Linked DNA regions of Ovis aries: region 1 is linked to region 2. The links are chromatin contacts, called in public Hi-C maps. All regions are on one chromosome and are shown on one strand. The core of a region is the stretch at or near the end of the contact, and the rest is flanking DNA. Distances in the headings are between cores, read along the strand shown.

Region 1 (4,326 bases), core at 1,003-3,502, 240 kb before region 2:
ATCTTCTCCTTTCAAGTTATTTCTGAAGCCTGATAAATGTGGTAGGAAAAGCTTATCATGCCCCTTTCCCAAATACACATTCCTAAGCGTGCAAAACTAAGGAGTACTATGAAGCAAACAATCAAACTCAGACTTTTGGCCTAATTCTTAAAACTGGATATTTATTACTTATACTTCCACAAAAAGATCAAAGCAAAACTGTGAAACAGAATGTAGCATAGTGTTGGCTGAATATCTTATTATTGAATTTGGGAACTGTTATTAATTTTATTAGCAAAACTCTGTGATCTTGGCAAGTTATTTATCCTTTCCAGAGTCTCAACACCATCCATCCATCCAACAAGTATGTCCTGACTATCTACTAGGTGCCTGGACCTCACTGAACTGAAAAGGCAAATAAGCTATTGTCTCAGCACTGGAGCAGCTTTTCATAAAACAAGTACACAAACAATTCTATGCAAGATAATGTCACTTGGAAGTTACACAGTGCTCACAGGAGCTTGTGTATGTGTGTTAGTCGCTCAGTTGTGTCTAACTCTTTGTGATCCTGTGGACTGTAGCCTGCCAGGCTCCTCTGTCCATGGAATTCTCCAGGCACGGATACTGGAGTGGGTTGCCATTCCCTTCTCCAGGGGCTCTTCCTGACCCAGGGATTGAACTCGGGTCTCCAACATTGCAGGCAGATTCTTTACCATTTGAGCCACCAGGGAAGCAGAGAAAAAAAAAATTACTTTCAGTGGAGGAATCAGTCAAGGCTTTATTGAGAAAAGCATTTAAATTATCACTTGAGAAAGAATCAAGATTTATAAATATAGAAATGGATTGGGACATTCCTGGCCTCTGGGACTTTTAGAGCAAAGATGGGCATCAAGGAGTCAGAGGGGCATGAAAGACATTTATTAGGGAAGAGTGATGGATCCACTAGGTGGCGCAGGGTCTGAGGTATGGGGAGGTTGCTGCCAAGTGCAGATCGCCAGCCAAGGGAGAGGGACGCACTCAATCTGGAGCGTGAAAGAAGCCCTGAAGAGCTCTGAGCTAGCGTGACTTGGTCTGATAGCTCTCTGCAGGGTGGCCCAGTCCAGGGAGCTCCTGGATGAGGGACGCACAGCTAGGAAGAGGTTTTAGTGGTATAGGCCATGTTAATGAATGAATCTTGATTTAGGAAGCTGGGGGCGAGGGAAGGATGGAGCGATAGACAGAGCTGATAACTGGTAGAATGGGACTGGGAAGTATAGTTCATTTTTAACATTCTAGTTGACACATTCCAGTATTTTACAGTTAAGCATAAGTGAGCGATATTGTTAACCTGAATGCCAGCAAAAATAGCTTTGGGTGAAATTCAATCCCATTTCCATATTTGAAATCTCAACCTCGATTGATCTTATGAAAACACTGGTTCTATGGAAAAAGTGTCTAGGAATGCTAGATGTAAAAAACAACAAAAGCCAATTAGGTATTCCTACTACAGTGTTTCAGCATTTGGTCTGATCTGACCCTTCATAAAGGATGATTTCAGAGGACGCATAGTCAGCCCTCTTTCTGTTTTGACAGGAATCAGAGAAATGTGGTTCTTTATGAATCTCAGTAATCTAACATCCAAAAGACCTTTCATAATCCTTGAGGAACAAGGTAGAAAAATGTGGGCTGGCTATCAGGACAGCTAATGGCATTGATCATTGGTCATCTACCTAGAAGATGACCTCAGGGATATAACACAGGGCCTGAGATCTTTAACCTTGCCAACATCTTAGATGAAGATAGGGAAAATCTGCTTGACAAAATGCTCAGATGAAGTGAACTTTGGGAGGGATAGAAATGTTGCAGGTGATAAGCTCAAGACACAAAAATATCTTGATGGGTTAGAGTAACTAATAGGCCAGAACTGAGATGATAAAAATTAGTGAAGGAAAAAAATGTTGCATAGGGCAGGATGAGGGGTATGGTTTAGCAGCAGCATGTGTGAAAAAGACTGAGGGGGTGGTGTGTGCTGAAAATAATTTCAATTTGAGTCAATTGTTTGATATGCCTGCTTAAAAGCCAGTGTGACCTAATGAGGTATTTACTGAAAAATAGCATGAAATCTGGTAGCACTTAAGTTGAGGTTCCAAGAATATTTAGAAATGTGGGTGCTTTTGATATAAGTATGTTGGGTAATGTTGCTTCACAAACTTAGCTTGACTTAACCAAGGAGAGAGGTTTTGCTGGTTACCGTGGAGGTCCTCCCTTAGTGAGGCTGAGCTAAGGAGGTTAACAGACCACAATTAAGGGGTGCTAAACCACAGGAGGCTGCTGTTACCCATTCTGAGCTAGTCTGAACTTGGAGTATTTAAACTGCAATCATAATGAAATACTCGGTGCCACAAGAGACCAAGTTAAAAGGGCAACATTGTCTCAGTATTCCTTCTTAAATACATTGCTAAGAAAGGTTAAGATACTACCTGCACTGTCTGTCTGAAGGTGGGACTCTTCAACCTCCTGAACAGTCCTGGGTCCCAAGGGGACTGTGCTTTCTTGGTGGTTGGAGAGGATGCTGAGGGCAAGCGGGTGGAGTGCTCATGACTTACAGCCAACTTTTGCAAGCACAATAGGGTACTGTTCCCATGGGGAGGAGATTTTCTGACACCTTTTACTACCTTCCCTCAGTGTATAAACTGTGGACTTGGACTTCCAAACCAACACTTACTTTATGTCAGCAAATGAAGGGCAAGTCTCCCCCTGTTCTTCATTGCTGCTGTTTAGTCCCTCAGTCGTGTCTGACGCTTTCATGACCCTATGGACTGTAGCCCACCAAGCTCCTCTGTCCATGGGGGTTCCCCAGGCAAGAATACTGGATTGGGTTGCCATTTCCTTCTCCCTTAGAAAGGGAGAAGAAGGGTTCTCCATTAGAAACACAGAAATCATGCTGGCTAATTTCTAAACAAAGTTGGATTTTTTTTTAAACAGGAAATTTGCTCCTGTGTGTTATTCTCCTTCCTTACGCAGAGCGGCCTTCAGAAAAGGACCACATGGGCCTTGATTCTAAGCACACACTCTTGCATTAAGCACATGCCTAGAACAATACGCAAGGGCCATGGTATCTCATCACAATGGCCTCCCGAGAGAGAGAGAGAGAGAGAGAGAGAGAGAGAGAGAGAGAGAGAGAGAGAGAGAGAGAGAGAGAGGGGGAGAGAGAGAGAAAGAGAGAGAGAGGGAGAGGGGGAGAGAGAGAGAGAGAGAGGAAGGGAGGGAGGGAGGGAGGGAGAGAGAAATCATTACATACTGTGGTCAGTGGGTTTTGACCTCCATGTAAGATGTTTTCTTGAGGGGCTTCCTTAAAAATTATCCAATAAAATATTCCTTAAAAACACATGTACACAAACACCCATGTATATATGTATGTGAAATCTGAAATCTCTCAAGCCATGACTACATAGAATCCAGAACTTGTCCATAAAACAGTAACTAAGATATTGGATGGATGGGGAATTGTATGGGGAAAAACTAATAAAAAAAATGAAAATTGCTTTGCTTAGAGAAGAAGACATTTTAAGCAGTCTTTAAAAACCTGATTTGTGGTTATAAGAAGGGATATTTTCTTATGACTCATTTTAATAATGAGAACTTCCCAAAGTTGGTAGAAGGTATTTTGACACTAGAGATTTCTAGAAGAATTTGGATAAAGATATTGGTTGAACTAGATGAACTTTGAGTCTCCTTCAAGCATAGCAGCTCTATGGTTTTATGATCCCCTTGAAATATCCCAGTGTTGAGGCTAAGAAAGTAATCAGAAGGTGAATGCCTTGGGGGCAAGGCTTCTGAGAAGTTGGATTAACCTAGACGCTTAAGGAAGGAATCTGTGTTCTGAGACAAAGAGGACAACGCCAGTGAAGAGCTCTTTAATACTCTTTCCGGTAAATGGATATAACCATGTACAGAGCAAATCATCAGAATCAAAAGGACAACGTTATAAACACAGTGAGAGATTTTTAACAATACTTCTCTTAGTGATTGATTAAGTATATAAAAATTTTGAACTATACAATTAAGAGGCATAATCTAATGGGTATATTTAGAACTCTATCTCCCCCAGTCCCATCAGAGAATATGCATTTTTAAAAAACATTTCATGGAATTTTTCAAAAAAATTGATCACATACTAGACTATGAACCAAATCTCAAAAAATTTTGTGAAACTAGTATCATACTAACAACATTCTCTGAACAACAAGAAAATTTTTAAAGTTAGATGCCAAAACAAGATGATTACTAAAAACTCTCATTTGTTTGAAGATTTAAAATGACACTGCTGATAATTCATGAATCAAAGAATAAACAACTATGGTAATT
Region 2 (4,288 bases), core at 394-2,893:
TTGCAGGCAGATTCTTAAGCAGCTGAGCTACCAGGGAAGCCCTATTCAGATACAAAGAGGGCAAATTCTGAACACTAAGAAGTTAATAGAAATGTGTAACAATCATGGTAGGTCATAGCTACCTTTTACTAAACAACTACTTTGAGCCAAGAAAAGTTCTAGATGTTATTTTTAAAGTTAATAATTAATTAGTTAATTTGTCTGTGCTGGATCTCAGTTGTGGCATTCATGATCTTTTAGCTGTGGCACACGAATTCTTAGTTTGTGGCATGTGGAACCTGGTTCCTTGGTCAGGGATCAAACCTGGGCCCCCTGCATTGGAAGTGTGGAGTCAGCCACTGGACCACCAGGGAAGTCCCCAGGTATTACTTTTAATCCTCACCATAACCTGCAAAGTCATTGACTTCATGGTCACGGGGGAGGGTGACCTGAAATTCAGGCAAGGGGAAGGTCTTGCCTCAGGTAACAGCTGCCAAGGACAGAGCTGGAATTCAGTTGCAAGTCCTTCTGACTTGAAACTGACGTGGCCACCTTAAGGTTACAAATACCATTCGAGAGGAGATTATCAAACTTATGAACATGGGAGAGGGGAGGAGAGGGTGAGATGTAAGGAAAGAGTAACATGGAAACTTATATTACCATATGTAAAATAGATAGCCAATGAGAATTTGCTGTATGGCTTAGGAAACTCAAACAGGGGCTCTGTATCAATCTAGAAGGGTGGGATGGGGTGGGAGATAGGAGAGAGGTTCAAAAGGGAGGGAATATATGCATATTTATGGCTGATTCATGTTGAGGTTTGACAGAAAACAACAAAATTCTATAAAGCAATTATCCTTCAATTAAAAAAAACAAACAAACTGGAAGGTCCTTGGCCATCTCCTTGTCTAAAGCTTTCAATTCTAGCCATGGCAGGGAGTCTTCAAGGTCAATGTTGTGCCAAAGGCCGCAGAGCTAGGTTGAACCCAGGCCCTGCCTTCCGAGATGGAGCCTTCCAAGTTCACTGCTGGGTTTGCATGTTGGGGACCACAGATGGCCTTCTTCCAAGGAAAAGCTTGTGTGAAGCCTAGGACTTCAGAGCTGCTCTGTTTGAGCAGGAGAAGGTCCAGTGCCCACCTCTCCCTGTTCTCTTTCTAACTCTGTCTTGGAACCTCTGGGGAACACAGTTTGACAACCACCGGTTTATACCACGGCTGGCTTCTGCAGGCAGAGTTAATTATCCTTGTGGTACTGTGTTCCTCCCCATGGCTATGTAGTGCCTGGGGCCCCTTGGGTTCCCTTGGCCTCATCCTCCTGTCTGGTGGCGGCCTTATGATGGTGCCAGTTCATGCTTCTTGCCTGTTGGACCGTCTATTACAGATGCATTTAGGACCCTGGGGTTGTAAAAAGCCACTATTACTAATCCTAGAAGAAGAGAGGAAAACATATAAGAAAGAAGAAATAATCAAAACAGTTTAAAATGTGAAACTATCTTCTTCTGCCTGGGGTGGTGTGGGCAGAGACGTACAGCTGCTAAACTGACAAGTGCGATAAGTGTTTTTAGGCCGGATGTACCACAAGAAGAAGAGTGAAAACACCAGGAGCCGTGTGTCTATAGAGGAAGCCAAACAGGAAATTTGATGTGAGTCATTGGAACACAGACCGCGCAGAGGGGCGTGTGGCTTCATCAGAGATGAAGCGCATGGTGCTGTGTCGTTTAGGGCAGCGGGTGGGAGAAAGCACATTGGCGGGATCTAAGACAGAGACGCGGGGCGGCTGGGTGTACCTAAAGCTGAAATGAACAGATTCTGCTGCTGGAGGCGGGACAGTTTAGGAAATCGGAAATGAACTTCAGCTTCAGGCTCTGTGAGATGAGCCTATACTGACGCACAAGGAGTAATGCGAGGAGTTCTGTGTCTGAGGTGCTGTAAAAACCTTCAGCAGACCATGTGACCTCAGCTCATTTTCTGGTCATTTATCCAACAGTTTCTGTCACCTGCACCATGGGGGTGGGGAGGCAGCATCTTCATCCTTGCAGGTAGGCATAGAGTAATCAGAGCTACACAAGGTCAAGCAGGTCTTCCGTTCAGTGAGACCACCATTTGACAAGAGTGAGGCTGCCTGCACCCTTGGACCCTGGGTGGAGTGGGTGGGTGGGGGTCCCATGGCCCCTGGTCTCTACTCTACCTGGCTTCCCACACATGCAGGAGGTAAGGCGGAAGGTTGGGCACAGGTGATCTAGGCTGTGATGCCATCTGAAAACTGGAGCACCCTGAACACTGAGAGAGCCCAGGGGTCCTTTTCTCCAAAGAGGAATTCTGGACACTACCTCTTGTTCATATCAGCTCCCCTTTCAGCCTCAAAACTGACAGCTTTTGTAGGCCCATGGATTCCAGCTTGTGATACCAGTAAGAGGAGGTCCAGGTGATTTTGAAGGTGTTTGAGTCATTTCCCACAAGGACATTAACAAATGCTGTAGGATGAAACAAAGGCAGAGAAGGGAAGAGTCCAGGATTTGGACTCTAGAGAGGAGGCTTTGAGAGCCTCTCTTGCCACTGGACTCTTGGGCTTCATTTTTGTCTCTTTCCTCTCCTGTTACATAAAGAGGCTGGACTATGAGATGACTGAGGCTATTCCCACCAACCTTGGTGGCAGGACACTGTCTCCTGACTGCTCCCCACTCCTTGGGTCTCTCTCCTCTCCTGGACACCTCATATCTTCCTAAGACTAATCTGACTGCGTGCCAGCTACAGCACTGTTCATAATGCGTAATGGATACAAATTGCTCAATGCTATGGGGAAATAGATGGGGAAACAGTGGAAACCGTGTCAGACTTTATTTTGGGGGGCTCTAAAATCACTACAGATGGTGATTGCAACCATGAAATTAAGACGCTTACTCTTTGGAAGGAAAGTTATGGCCAACCTAGACAGCATATTAAAAAGCAGAGACATTACTTTGTCAACAAAGGTCCATCTAGTCAAGACTATGGTTTTCCAGTGGTCATGTATGGATGTGAGAGTTGGACTGTGAAGAAAGCTGAGCACCGAAGAATTGATGCTTTTGAACTGTGGTGTGGAGAAGACTCTTGAGAGTCCCTTGGACTGCAATTAGATCCAACCAGTCCATCCTAAAGGAGACCAGTCCTGGGTGTTCACTGGAAAAGCTGATGCTGAGGCTGAAACTCCAATACTTTGGCCATCTCATGCGAAGAGTTGACTCATTGGAAAAGACCCTGATGCTGGAAGGGATTGAGGGCAGGAGGAGAAGGGGATGACAGAGGATGAGATGGCTGGATGGCATCATCGACTTGATGCACATGAGTTTGGGTGAACTCTGGGAGTTGGTGATGGACAGGGAGGCCTGGCATGCTGTGATTCATGGGGTCACAAAGAGTCTGACATGACTGAGCGACTGAACTGAACTGAACTGATGGGGTAAATGATCTTTTCTCTACCTTACAGGTGGAAGAATCGAGGCACAGAGAAATTATGTAACCAGTTCAGGGTCACATAGGTAGGAAGTGGCCAAGCTGAAGCAGAAACATACTGCCTCTAAAGTCATTCAAAAATGGGTAAAGGACTTGAATGGACATTTCATCAAAAGATATACCAATGGTCAATAAGCACATGAAAAGATGTTCAACACCATTAATCATTAGGAAAATGCAAATAAAAACCACAATGAAATACTCCTCTAGACTCATTAGAATGGCCATTATCAGAAACCTAGAAAATTACAAGCGCTGGTGAGGACATGGAGAAATTGAAACCTTGTGCTTTGCTGGTCGGACTATAAAGTGGTATAGCTGCTGTGGAAACCAATTTGGTAGTTCTGCAAAAAGTTAAAATAGAATTACCATAATGAGCCAGCAATTCCAATCCTAGGTATATATCCCAAAGAATTGAAAGCAGGGGCCCAAAGAGATACTTTTAAACCAATGTTCATAATAGTATACTCACCATAGCCAAAAGAAAGTAGAAGCAACCCATGTATCCATCAACAAATGAACAGATACACACCGTGTAATCTATACACACAATGGAAAACAATCCAGCCTTAGAGGGGAATGAGGTTCTGACACATACTGTAGCGTGGATGGACCTTGAAGACACTACACAGCATGAGATAAGCAAGACACAGAAGGGCAAAGGTTCTATGAGTCCACTTGTACGTGACACCTGCCGCTGCTGCTGCTGCTAAGTCGCATGAGTTGTGTCCGACTCTGTGCGACCCCACAGACGGCAGCCCAACAGCCTCCTCTGTCCCTGGGATTCTCCAGGCAAGAATACTGGAGTGGGTTGCCAT

Evidence for each region. Hi-C and Micro-C count contacts between places; a contact is called where the count stands out from the background.
Region 1: a contact with region 2 is called in a Hi-C map of muscle, with 2.0 times the contacts expected there. The contact joins two enhancer-like sites. A contact is called at or near these places in 3 of 16 Hi-C or Micro-C datasets (blood, liver and muscle).

What each region holds. Positions count from the first base shown.
Region 1 is chr8:26,002,872-26,007,197 of ARS-UI_Ramb_v3.0, reverse strand. All of the region lies in intron 3 of FYN (FYN proto-oncogene, Src family tyrosine kinase), which reads right to left. Among named protein-coding and RNA genes, the nearest start is that of FYN, 120 kb to the right of the region's middle. Within about 2 kb of position 2,252, at least 5 of the 54 cell types and tissues checked have an H3K27ac peak or open chromatin away from gene starts, as enhancers often do.
Region 2 is chr8:25,758,711-25,762,998 of ARS-UI_Ramb_v3.0, reverse strand. No RefSeq gene overlaps it. Among named protein-coding and RNA genes, the nearest start is that of CCN6, 62 kb to the right of the region's middle. Within about 2 kb of position 1,643, at least 13 of the 54 cell types and tissues checked have an H3K27ac peak or open chromatin away from gene starts, as enhancers often do.